Regions from separate parts of the Gossypium hirsutum genome. Here region 1 is linked to region 2. Evidence: chromatin contacts called from public Hi-C data. All regions are on one chromosome and are shown on one strand. The core of a region is the stretch at or near the end of the contact, and the rest is flanking DNA. Distances in the headings are between cores, read along the strand shown. Region 1 holds the start of LOC107915503 (protein TIME FOR COFFEE). Region 2 has its middle 39 kb from the start of LOC121222819.

Region 1 (6,344 bases), core at 3,542-6,041, 530 kb after region 2:
CACGGGATCGAGGAAGCTACTTGGAAAACCGAGAGCTCGATGAAAGAACGATACCCAAACCTATTTACCGGTAAGATTTTCGGGGACGAAAATTTCTTAAGTGGGGGAGAGTTATGACAGCCCAAAATTGACCCTAGTCGGGAAGTGGTTTCGGGACCGCTAAACCGAGTCACCGAAATGTTTGAATGTGATATTTATTGTCTAGAATATGTAATTATGAATGTGTGAAAATTTCAAGCTTCGATTTAGTCGATTGCATGTGAATTTAGTCAATAGGACTTATGTGCGACATTTTTGAAATGTGATAGGTCGGAGCATAAGGACCTATTAGTGCATGAAATAAAAAGGGGGGACTTGCATGTCAAATTCCCCCCCTAATTAGTAGTGGCCGGCCATGACAAGCATGGTAGACCAAGTGTGATGGGCAAGACATGTCATAGACATGTTGTGTTGGTGCATCATGGGTGGAAAAAAAATAAAATAAGGAGCATGGGCATAAAATAATGAAAGGGAATATGATGAAAAAAAAATGTGTGGTTGTTTCCCCCCATTGCCGTGAGTTAAAGAAAAGAAAAGAGAAAATTTTGTTCATCCTTTTTCATCTTCATTTGGCCGAAAATTCAAAGGAAGGAGGAAGGAGTTCTTGCTTCATGTTTGGTTTGGAAGAGGATTAGGAGGAGGTTTGGCCATACTTGTATCTAGATCAAGGTATGTTTGAAGTTGTGCCATGAGATTCATGCATGTTTTTAGTTGCTAGCTTGAGTTCTAATTAGCCCATGGTTCAAATCTTTGCTATGTCATGGGGATGATATTCGGCCTAGGTAGATTTTGTGTTAATGCCATTGCATGCTAAATATGAAGCTTGTTAATGATGCATGTGATGGTGGATTGATGATTCTTGAATCTTCTTTTTAGCATTTTTGAGTGAGCACATATGTGCATTGGTTGCTAGATAGAGAAGAATCGGCTAGCAAGTTGTGTGCTAAGGCCGAATATAATTTTTGTATATTAATGAGTAATGCATGTGTTAAATTGATGGAAAGGGAGAGGATGCTTTACTAGTGTATATATGTGTGTATTAGCCAAGTTTTGAACTTGAAACAAAAGGGTGTTTAGTCAATACAAGTGACCATACTTGTAGAATGTATTAAGTGTTGAAATCGGCCCCAACATAGACATGCATATTCGGCCATAGGAAGGAGATTGGTGTTGCATGTATTCGGTTAGAGGCAAGCATATTGATGCTTTTGTCTTGGCTTAGAAAATTCGGCCAAGGGGGAAAAATTAGCTAAAATGTTGAGTTTGATTCATGATTCCGTACATATGTGACTTTAATGTCTAATGTATAAATATGGGCTAAGTGCCTTGTGTTCCTCTTTTCGATGCTCAAATGATTAAATCAATTTATTTGTTTAATTAAGCTCAAGAGCAAAGGGGAACTAAATCCGATAAAGGGAAGGAAAAAGTGGTCGAATAGCTATCGGAATCGTTCAACAACACCCGAGGTAAGTTCTTGAGTAAAAGAGCTTAAATTATGATTTGATTAGATCATGTTTTAAGCAAATTAAAATCATGCTCTTTGTGTGGCTATTGAGCCGAAATTGCAAGAATGATAAATGTCTTGTGTTTGAGTTTTGCTAACGAGAACGAAATATGAATGTGCCATGATTTATTGTTAAATGTGCATGGTTATTTGAATGATGTCCGGGCTAAGTCCCGAAGGCTTTGTGCTAAGTGACCATATCCGGACTAAGATCCGAAGGCATTTGTGCGAGATACTAATTCCGGGCTAAGCCCGAAGGCATTTGTGCGAGTTACTAAATCCGGGTTAAGTCCCGAAGGCAATTGTGCGAGTTACTATAACCGGGCTATGTCCCGAAGGCATTTGAACGAGTAGCTATATCCGGTTAAATTCCGAAGGTACGTGATTTGGGAATGAATGATCTTGCTGTAAAAATTTCAGTAAATACTCTAGAAACATCCCAACATTGAGGTATGTTTCGTATGTGCTTGAATTTAGTTGAGCCCTTACAAATAAAAGTATTCGCTCAGTTGATAAACGAGCTACCGGCCTTTGGCTAAGTTGATCTTTTGTGTATGTACATAAGGGTTGGTAATGTGAAGCAAGTATGATATTGAAAAATTGTGCATATGAAATTATCCGTTTAGCTACATGAATGCTATACTTTTGTTGTGCTGGAATTCCTTGCTCAAAACTTACTAAGCATAAATTGCTTACTCCGTTTCTTTGATCCTTTTTTTTATAGATTTTGGTTCTCCAGCTATCGGACTCGGGATTTTGAAGTCGAAGTCGCCCACACTATCAAAGCCCCCCCTTTTTGGTACAATTTTGGTTGAACTTCGAAATGGCATGTATAGGACTACCCGTTTGTTGTGGGTCATGGACCCTTTGGACTTGTATAATTTTGGATAGCCATGCGAAAATGGCTTATATATGTTTGAGTATAATGTTATAATCATTTGGTGTGGATATGCTTGACAAGGATTGGCCATGGGAATGGTTAATCACTATCATAAATTGTGCTATTTATGCAAAAAGGGCTAGTTGAATCATGGAAACTATGAAATAGGTAAAGTCTACCTTAAAGGCAGATGCTGACAGCAGCAGTAATGTAGATTTGGAAAATCACTAAAAATAGTAGGAATGAAATTAAATAGTGAATAAATTATGTAACCGAACCTTGATGAATCTATTTTCATAGGAAAGTAACGAAACAATCATACAGACAGTATGTTAAGAGATATTCAGGTTCTCGTGAGACAGGGCCAGAACGGTTTCTGGATTTCCTGTTCCGACTTTGGAAATTCATTATAAATTAACCAGAGACAATTAGGAGTCAAGCCATATATGTATAGATTCCTCTCTGAGTCTAGTTTCTATAGAAACAAACGGCATCAGTATTGAAGCCCTGTATAGGGAGATATCCAAGTTGTAATGCGCAAAGGTCAGTGTAGTCGATCCCTGTAACATGGGAGACTTTGACTAATAAACTGTACTAATTGGCCCAACCAAAAATTCTAGAAAAAAATATGTAGATGGGCATATGAGTCTAGTTTCATGGAAAATTTACGGAACTGGATTCCGAGTTTCTGAACTCAAGATATGATTTTATAAAGCGACTAGTACGCAGATTGGCAGTGTCTGGGAAATTTTTTTTAAAAGTCTGTTAACACCTGGTGTTCGACTCCGGTGACGGTCTCGGGTTCGTGGTGTTACACTTAGTGTTCTGTTGTAAACACTAAAAATATTATAACCCTACATACTTGTAGTAAAGTTGCATTTCAATTTTTATAATTTTTGTACAAATTTTTTATTGAGTGTTCGTTTACAGTGGCTCGGTCATTTTTCCACTAAAAAATACAGTAAAAGGCCATTCAAGTATGAGAATGGCATTCAGCCATTAAAGTTTGGTCGTTACAACATTTTGGATCTGTTAAAAAAACTAACACGCCATTAACAAAAATATATGAACAAACTCTTTTAAGTTTTTGAACATATTTCGAAGTTAGATATCAATACTACTGCCGGGATCGAACATACAACCAAATCGTCAAATTCATATATATATATAGCAATAATCGAAGCAATAACCTGACTCAAATAATAATGTAAAAAAAGATACTAACCCAAATTAATATATAAATTTACGAAATAAATGAAAATTAGAAAACATACAGAATCGTTGTTGAATTGGTTCGATGTACTGATGAAAACAAAATTGTGTACTAAAAAATCGTCTATATTCCGCAACACTAAATACACAGTCAAAAAATAAAATTTAATTCCTTTCAAAGAACACTTTTAAGTTCCTTTTCTCGTTGAGAGAAAAAGTCCTCGTTTACACTTTTTTTTTATCCATTCATTTTCCCACTATATACACCAACTTAAAAATTGCTTTGGTAATTTCATTTTAAATTAAAAAAAGCTTTTGTTTTATTTTCCTTGATGGCCATGAAAAAAAAATTGCAAAATGAGCCGTTAATTATGGGTGTCCAAAACCAACATTAACTACAACTGTTTTTCGTAATTTAGTTTTTTTATTAGTACAAAATTTAATAATAAAATATTGACATACTTATTTATTATAATTAATATAATATTTTTAAATTCCATAATAAAATATATCTTCTATATATTATTAATATGTATTATTAATTTTTATGTTAAAATTGCTTTTCCATTATTTTTTAAATTTTTTAAAAGATAATTATAAAACATGGAACCGAAATAATGAACATTGACCGGTGGTAAACATATACTTTGCGGTCAGCTGATTCCATGAGATGGTAATGCTCATTTACTTTTTACCACTCTCTGCAACCGGCAATAGCAGGTCACGAATCGCTTCGGGAAATCCAAGAGCCCCTACCTATGTTAATCGAGATTCTTGGGAAACAGTTCTTAGCTCTCCAAACCCTAATGCTACATTCATATATAGCAATTTTAATTTTTAAAATATTTTTTGGCAAGAAATTTTATATTATTACAAATTAATTTTTTATTGTTACCAAATCGGTAGCGAGTGAGGTGAAACTACGGAAGCTTATTAGGGAAGAAAAATAAAATATGACACGTTGCGATATAGAAAAATTTAGAAAGGGTTAAGAGCGAGAAGAGATAATTTATCAACCGTTCAGATCTTGCCATGTTGGTTTAAGCCAATGAAAATCGTTTGATTTGTCGAGGAATCAACGGTTAAGATGTGGGCACTTATTGCAATCAGGGATCTTGGCCGTTCATTAAGGCTTGGAGTGGGTTTCGTTGAGGGTGAAATAGCGAAAAGAAGATGACATTTAGAGCACAAAAAGAGGAAAGAGAGATAAGGAGAAGAAAGAGCGGAGAGAGGGAGAGTGGGGGGCAGAGAGAAAGAAGAGAAAAGCTAAAATCTTTGAAGTCTGAGTCTGACAGATTGTTTCAACACAAGATCTTTGAAAAATTATCGAGATCCGGTTCTCGCCGGAGACAGTCACCGGAGCTCATTTCTGGGCGAATTATGGTAGATTTGAGACGATTGACTGAGGAGTGATGCGATTAGTCTTGTTTCTATATCAACTGATTTGTTATCTGCAAAACGAGTTGATTTACGAAGATGGATAGAACCAGAGAAGCGAGGAGAGCCACTATGGCTGCCGTTTCCGCCACACATGGCCTTTCACGGCGGCGGCATAGAAGTAGCTCTCTTAGAGACTCCCCAGGTTTTAAAATCAGATCTGGTCTTTCTTTTCACCTCTAACGGTGTCTTCATAGTGAAGTTTTTTGATTTGTTTATTTTTTTCCCTTTTGTATTGTGCAGAGGATGATGGGCCGGTGGAGTTTCAAGAAACGACGCGTTTAAGAGATCGGAAGAAGGATCGAGATCGAGAAAGGGAAAGGGAAAGAGAACGAGATAGAGAGCGAGATAGAGAAAGAGAAAGAGATCGCTTTAGTAGAACGAGTAAGAGAAGAAGAGGCGATAGATTGATAAGTAACAGAGAAGACGGAGCCGATGAAAGTTCTGAAGAAAGTGTGAACGACGATGAAGATGATGACGACGAAGACGGAGGGGGAATAACTGGAGGAGGTTCTGTTCGGATGATTCCGCCGAACAACATGGCCGGGTCTTTGTCGATTCATCATCAACAGCAGCAGCATCAACATCGGAAGAGTTTTCCGCTACCCGTGAAAGTCATTAGAACGACACCGCCTTCGGGGCCTGTTCTGACTACCAGCACAACTACCTCGTCTACGTGGAAGGCAGCCGATGAGATGATTGGCGTGTCGGTGCCTAGAAAAGCTCGGTCAGGTAGAGAGGTGGAAGAGATTAACGAATTTCAGCCTTTTTGTTAGCAAGTATTTTGCTTTTGAAGTGGCTGATTTGTTATTTTTCCTTTTATTTTATTTTGTACAGCTTCTACTAAAAGGTCTCATGAATGGGCATCAAGTAGCGGTGCTGTTGGTTTAGTAGGTGGAGAACAGATTCACCGTCAAGCTTCAACTTCGCCGGTGAGAACAGGTGTAGCTGGGATGATAACATTACCGTCTCCGGCTCCAGCCTCTCCATCTTCTTCCAATGCTACTATGAGGAAGAAGATGGTCAGTTTTCTGAATTTTTTGTTCTTTGTTTTTGGCTCTTTTTTTGTTCAATCTAGTGACAAAGATTTGGTTTTTGATGTGAAGGCTAACGGACTAAAGCAAAGGCCACCCAAATCTTCGTCGAAATCCTCATCTTCAGCTCAGGAAGAGATTGAGATGGAGATTGCGGAGGTCTTATATGGTTTGATGAGGCAGCCACAAGTCCCATTGAAGCAAGATACAAATGGGAATGATTCGGTCAAGTTCGATT
Region 2 (7,159 bases), core at 1,171-3,670:
TCTTATTAATAATATTATTTTCTTAGAAAAAAGTTATAATCTTAGATTTCATCACATAATAACACAATTTGTTTCAAATCGATTTAATTTATTAATAAATGGAATTAGTTTCCGATAAAATTTAATGCTTAAAATTTGACACTTAATAAAATTTGGATACTAATCCTTAAATAGTTGTATGGTAACTCCAACAACGAGCACTTTTGCAAAGATTGATGCTACCAAACTACCATTAACAAAATTTTCAAATCAATCATCCAATCAAGCTCAGCCATCCTGATCAATCAGGGCCGCATATTAGGTGAGATTATGTCTCACTCAAATTTAGGGGTGTGCATAATTCGGGTAAAACTGAAAAAATTCGGTTAACCGACTGAATTCGGTTAATCGGTCGGTTAATTGAATTTTTTCGGTCGAGGGTCGGTCAATTTTTTTTATGATTTTTCGGTTAACAGTTAATTCGGTTTGAAACCGGTCGGTTAATCGAATTTTTTTGGTTAACCGAAAAAATTAATAAATAAAATTATCCAACCCAACCCAATTACCCAACCCAATAAAACTAAAACTAAAGTCTACCCAATTAGCAACCCAATAAAAATAAAACTAAAGTCTAACTCTTAGTATCTACCCAATTACACATGTTTTTTGTTTAGGTTTAACGCAAATGGAGATTTTTTGGAGAGAAGAAATGAATATAAATGGAGAATATTAAAGACTTACATTTCAACTATGTGTTAATTTCAATAATTATGTAATGTTTTTAATTATGTAGTGATTCAAAGACTTATGTAATATTTTTAATTATGTAGTGATTCAATTCGGGTAATTCGATTAATTCGGTTAATTTTTAATCAAAAATAAAAACCATACAATTTTCGGTTAATTTGGTTAACCGACCTAATTAACCGAAAAAATTTCGGTTCGGTTAATGTTTTTTTTTAAATTCGGTTCAGTTAACGGTTAAAAATTTTGGAAAGTCAGTTAATTCGGTTATAACTATTTCGGGTCGATTAACTAAATACACACCCCTACTCAAATCTCTATACTCTCTTCATAAAAGCCTAGTTTTTATAGCATCTCCTATCATCCATCTCTTTCTATGTTCCTTCAAAACTATCAATATGTTTTTCATTTTTAGTTGAAAGCAGGAGAACCAAAGTCCTAACCAAAATTAACTATAGATAAATCAAGGAAACTCATGCCTTCAACTAAAAGCAAATTTACAATACCTATAGGAGACACTTAGAAAACATATAAATCAATCTTCTATACAATAATTGACCTTACAATATCTTTATCAAATTGTTAATTTATTTTTCTACACGTAATATCAATTCTATTTTCCTAATAATTTATTAAGATTAACTGCTTAAATTAAAACTATACCTTTTAACAAATACTTACGTAAAAGTTAAACCTTTCAAAATAATAAAATAAAAACCAAATCTTTTTAAGGAACTCAAATAAAAGCTTTTCATCAATGCTCTTTTAAACCGGACTGGTGGTCAAATCCACCAGACCACTATTCCCAATTCAAATCGGTTAGACTGGCAATCCAACCAGAATTTATTTTTATTATATAATATATAAATTTTAAATTTTCATTTTATTTAAAAGTTTTAAAAATAAACCATACCAAGCCCAATACTTTATTATCCATCTTTTTATCTAACTGGGCTCAATAACCCAAATATTAGGATATTTAACTTCCCTTAGAGTGGGTTTGGATGAGCGATTGGGTGCGTTGCGGTGCGTTTAGTTTACTTTTTGTCTCACGCTACAGTATCTAATCTCACCGCCACTGCTATTTTTACACTAACCGCAGATAAACGCACCGCCTATCCAAGCTCACCATTAGTTTTTTTATCTGCCGTCTGCCACCTTCTCAATCTATCACTTCCATTTTTCTTTATTTGTTTAATCACTTTCTTCTTCTTCATCTTTCTTTTTTTTTTTTTTTGAAATTTGCTTTATGCTTTCATCAATATTGCATATATATAGAGATATATATTCAAAATCTTTCAGTTTCACTCTTTGCTTTGTAGAATTTTTCTCAGAACCATCAAGTTTCATCAAGTTTTTTCTTTTATAGTTTTATCAAGTTTCTCTCAGCAGTGCAGATTCTCTCTTCTCATTCCTTGTTCTGTTTTTTTTTTTCATTTTCATTTAAATTTTTCTTTGGTTGAATTATTGGATTAGATAAAATTGGACTAAATAATGTATGAAACATAAAACAAAAATTCATAAAACTACTAAAACACCGATTAAATCGATTTTTTAAATAAATTCAAACGATCCTGATTTCCGATTTGATAATGGTTTTGAACGGTTCAACATCACTATCCGAATTGGACCCCAAAGTATCAAACCATGAACTATAAAAGGCGTGCAAGAAAAGGAAAAACATATTGACTAGTGATCATGAGACCCCAATTCTTGACTACACAAAAAGTCTTCGCCCTCAATCAATCGGTCTTTTATACCCTTTACACGTTGTGTGAACTCAAAATTTAACCATTTGTAACTCCATCACCAAGCTTCCCGAGTGAGCAACTTAAACTTGCGAAATCCGATATGAAATTGAAGAGATAATCCGTTAAATACAACTTGCCTATCAAAGCTATTATACATTTTTCATTTTCTAATAATATGATACAGCGTTCCAGTCAGTGTGGTATATCGGATCTAACCTAACCGTTCGAACAAATTTATGTAGAAAATGAGAATTTGAGCTTAGGAGAAGAACCGTAATATGTTATGTAGTAGACGTATGATGTTGAATATCATGATCCTGAATCAAAAGACCATTCAGAAGTGGGCGCTCTGCATCTGCATTTCCTACCAACAATCTTTTCTCATGTCGCTGACCTCTACCATTAAACCTAAAAATAAAACAGAAATCAAAGCAAATACTGAAAATGCCAAAGATAATAAAATATATTAGATATTAAAGATTAATATTTATATTTATATTCATATAAAATAAATTTTAATTATTAAGTAGTAATCACAGAATTAAAATATATTTACTCACCCTACACTGTCCGAGCTAAAAAGGTTGCTCGGTCCCTCAGACAAGTTAGATAATTGATGTGGAGATATATGCCCATGAAACACTTACAGAAGAGAGAACGTGAACACACCAAGATAATATATGCTTGCCATAGGAATACTAATAGAGTTTCTATTGTCAAGTTCAGACGCACCTTAACATCTGAAGATGTTACTAGTTATTAAGTCAAAGAGACCTATCTTACACTTTAGTTGACATGTAGGAGAAAGAAAATTCGAAAGGCCATTTTCGGAGATAGGAGCATACTACCTTAAAACCAAAACTGAATGATTTTTACTGTTGTGCCTACACGTGGACTTGCACACTACATTATTAGTTAGGCAGATTATAGTTCTCATTCCACCCTTGAGATTTGCACATAACCACCTTAGTGACTTGAAAGAGAGTCCGCGATATAGCTTTAAAGTCTGTTTGGTGAGGTTAGACAGGTGTCAAGTTGAGATTAGGATTTCCACATACTTTATACGTTCTCAGTCAATTAAAATTTTGTAAACAGAAAGTAAGGCAGCAGAGAGACCTTACACTAGTTGATTGGAGCTCCATTGTAGTTGAATCAGTTTCCTGTGACATAAGAGATCACACGTTCAAATTACTATAGAGTCCAAATTAAAAATCTTAAGAAAAAGCTGATGCAGCTAAAAGTACCTCTTCAATCAACAAATCCTTTCTAGTGATCACACCAATCATACGAGATGCACGGGGAACAACAAATATGTGTCTCAATCCTAGTTGCCGGAAAATATTGTAAACCTATACCGTCACCATTAACAAGTAAAAGACAAAGATACTGTAACAAACATGATAATCTGTTAAAAGCAACACTGTAAAAAAGAAATCACCTTTGTTAATGACATATCTTCCGGTACAACATATGGTGAGGGATTCAAAAATGGTGCAAGATCTATGTACATTTCTAGGTCATCTGAACTAAGATGAATATCATTTATTGATATTCCTTTACTTGAAACAGGTTTAGCAAATTCACTAAAATTGTGCCTGTAAACAAAGGGAGCTATTTACTCTTAAGCTGAACTGAATAAAAAGCCAGAATGAAACTATAGAATTAAAACTTATAGCAGACTTCAACTTACCGAATCCCTGGGATCCACCTCTGGGATCACAAGGCAAAGGACTATGCTGGAAATCTATCTTAGATTGAAGAAGCACCAGTAGGTGACTGCATTATAAGCAAAGCGCAGCAGTTAGTTCTTCCAAGCATGCTTCTGCTCTACAATATAAAGAGCAAAACCTCTGGGAGCGAAAAAATGTCATTTGTTGTACCTCCGAAGCATAAGTCCGATAACAAGTGTTTCTCCATTTCTTGTGTGATCAATTACCTAGGTAAGGTGAACAATGAAATACTGTTTTCATAATTGCTAACATTGAACTAGAGACACTATGTGAAAGCTAAGCTTACGGGAAAGCCATTATGCTTGTTGCTCTGCAAAATAGAGACCACATCTGCAACCTTTACAACCCGCGGAAGTGAGAGAACCTACAAATGTAGAAAAGCGAGCAGCTTAGGAGTAAAAGTTGTCCTTTGCTTTAAGCACTTGCATGATTATCAGCTCGTATCTACACTAGAGATTATTTTTATACCAAAACAACACAAAACCACGGCATCCTTGTCAGTGAAAGCAGATCAATCAACTAACCTTCTGGTTTCTGCAGGCTTCCTTGGCAGTCATTTTCCGCATCTCATACTTGGGTCTTGATTCCAGCAACGGAATACCACGCAGTCGTGCTTGTTCTTCATATAAGCCTTCATTAAAAGCATCACCAACAGCCTGGGAGGGAAGAAGTGCAAGGACATTTAGACCATGTCAATCAAGAATTGATAAAGTTATCAACAATAAACTTTATACCTTCGATATAAGAAGAACAAGCATAATAAGAGGTAGAAGTTTCAAGTTATTTGTGATTTCGACCATGATGACACACAGAGAAACTGTCATCCTCATGGAACCACCAAGAAAAGAAGCAGCTCCCAGAAGTGCATATCTGCAAATACACCAAATTGTAGAGCACTTCAGCAATGATATTGAATGGTATGCAAAAAGAAAGGTGGGACTCTTAAGAATCACTAAACAAAAGAGACAAAGGCAATTAAGAAACATGATTACCATTGACTGCAAAAACAGGTCATAACACGAGTGGGACATATTCTTTATTTAAATTAAGATCTCTCTGTCATGTTTATGTATAAACCCCCCCCCCCTTCTTTTCTTATGACAAGTATATATATATATTTATCTAACTTGACTAATTACAGCTTTTTAGGAAACTTCAGCCCTATTTGCTTAGTTTGGAGGGGGTTACATGGACCCAAATGCCAAAAGCATATTAATAAAACATTGTGAGTGAAATCATAATACCGATATAGATATGATTATTCAAATTCCATAGAAGTAAAAGAAACAATGTACTTACGTTCCCTCTTCAATATTGAGCTTCTTGTAGTGATTAACTGTAAAAATACCAACCAGACGGCCATATGTTGATCCTATCATTATTCCACGAACAAACTGACCAGCTGGAACAGCAGTACCAAATGTAATTACTGCTAAGGTATAAAACATAACCTGAAATCATTTGAATTGAAAGAAAATTCAGGCCAAGAACTGTTTTCAGGGGAAAATGTATTAGCCTATTCTTCAGTTGTATAAATATTTAAAATAAATATAATGAATACTACTATTAAACAAACCTCCTACAAGTTTTCAACTAATAAATTTGGTATGTTCCTGAACTGTTTAAATTGTGACCTGTAAAAAATATATTTGGAGGATATAATATGAAAATTATAAAATATTCTGAATAATCATCCATTTTCTGGAACGATTCTGCTCTGTTTCTTCATTCTATCTAATTAACTTCTTAAGCATTCTTTTTGTTTTTTGAAGAAAATCATAATTAGGAACGGCATGATGAAGGCAAGATAAATATCTCAAGGGTTTAGAAATTTTCCCTCTTCAATATGAGATACAAAGGCACATTGTCTAAGCAAAGCAAATCACCATAACCTCAAGTAGCTTGGACATATTATACGCTATTCTATGATCCCAAGTACTTTAAATCTAACCATGTTTGCCTCTATTTCACCTTTTATCTCCAATTGACATACTGTTTAGCTAGACTCAACAGGAGAATGGAAGATGTTTCCCTTCTAATATGTTGTGTCCCTCCAACCCAGACTTTACATTAAAATTTCCTTTTCTAAGAAATTTAGAGTAGGAAGATAATTGGGCTAGGGTTCTTGCTTAAGAAAAACAGGTATGCATCCCTGTCATGCTAACTTTACAATGTCATGCATAACAATAACCACATCAAGCGTTTAAATTTTCAAAATACATCAACCGTATACTTGGAAAGGGGCAACAAGTTCACATAGCATTACCAAAAATGCCAACAAGCTTTGGGCGCTGAATCATGAATTGTTTTTGCACTAAACAAATTTCTGATGGCATCATCCTGTGACAAAAATAAACCTGTTAAAATAGAAACAAGCAAGGCAATAGCATTTCACAGGAAAGGAAGCATCTCAAAAGATTCGAGAAACCTGAGTATTGAAGAAGATAGTCGCAAGATCATTGTATTCCTTCTCCTTACTGCAGTAGAACTGCAGATAAAATAAAATCAGATTGAGAAGAAATAACCTAAATGTAAAACAATCAAAACTTCAATAAAAAAGGCAGGAATTAGAAAACAAAAACTTTGTTCTCTCCAAAATAACTATTCATCTGAAAATATACATATGTCGGTATGAATAAATATGTATCTATATGCATACAAATATATAAATATACGCACATAATTACATCAGCATGATGGCTCCTGAGATAAATCCACTCAGAAGACAAATATTTTAGAATAAAGAAAAGCTACAAAAGAGTAAGAAAACAGGAAAGTTGAAATACTCTGTTAAAAAAGTTGCTCAAGGTTCAGAAGTAAGAAAGTAAATTTAAAGTATAGCCAGATGCAGTTCCTGTATTCTTGCATTTAGTAAACTCTTAGTGATTTTAGCTGATATAATAGCAGATAAAAACCACAACCATTATAGTCCAATAAGTACAAACTGGATAGAGA

Evidence for each region. A called contact is a pair of places that touch in the nucleus more often than the background predicts.
Region 1: a contact with region 2 is called in a Hi-C map of leaf, with 2.0 times the contacts expected there. The contact joins the promoter of LOC107915503 here to the enhancer-like site in region 2. A contact is called at or near these places in 4 of 34 Hi-C or Micro-C datasets (callus and leaf).

The regions. Positions count from the first base shown.
Region 1 is chrD10:36,301,224-36,307,567 of Gossypium_hirsutum_v2.1, forward strand. It overlaps LOC107915503 (protein TIME FOR COFFEE), which reads left to right and starts at 4,792. Exons shown (of 12, transcript XM_041102454.1): 1 at 4,792-5,217; 2 at 5,316-5,804; 3 at 5,910-6,004; 4 at 6,179-6,344. The coding sequence starts at 5,112.
Region 2 is chrD10:35,775,486-35,782,644 of Gossypium_hirsutum_v2.1, forward strand. It overlaps the pseudogene LOC107914855. Among protein-coding and RNA genes, the nearest start is that of LOC121222819, 39 kb to the right of the region's middle. Within about 2 kb of position 2,421, at least 1 of the 9 cell types and tissues checked has an H3K27ac peak or open chromatin away from gene starts, as enhancers often do. A contact at or near this core is called in leaf, where this site is marked.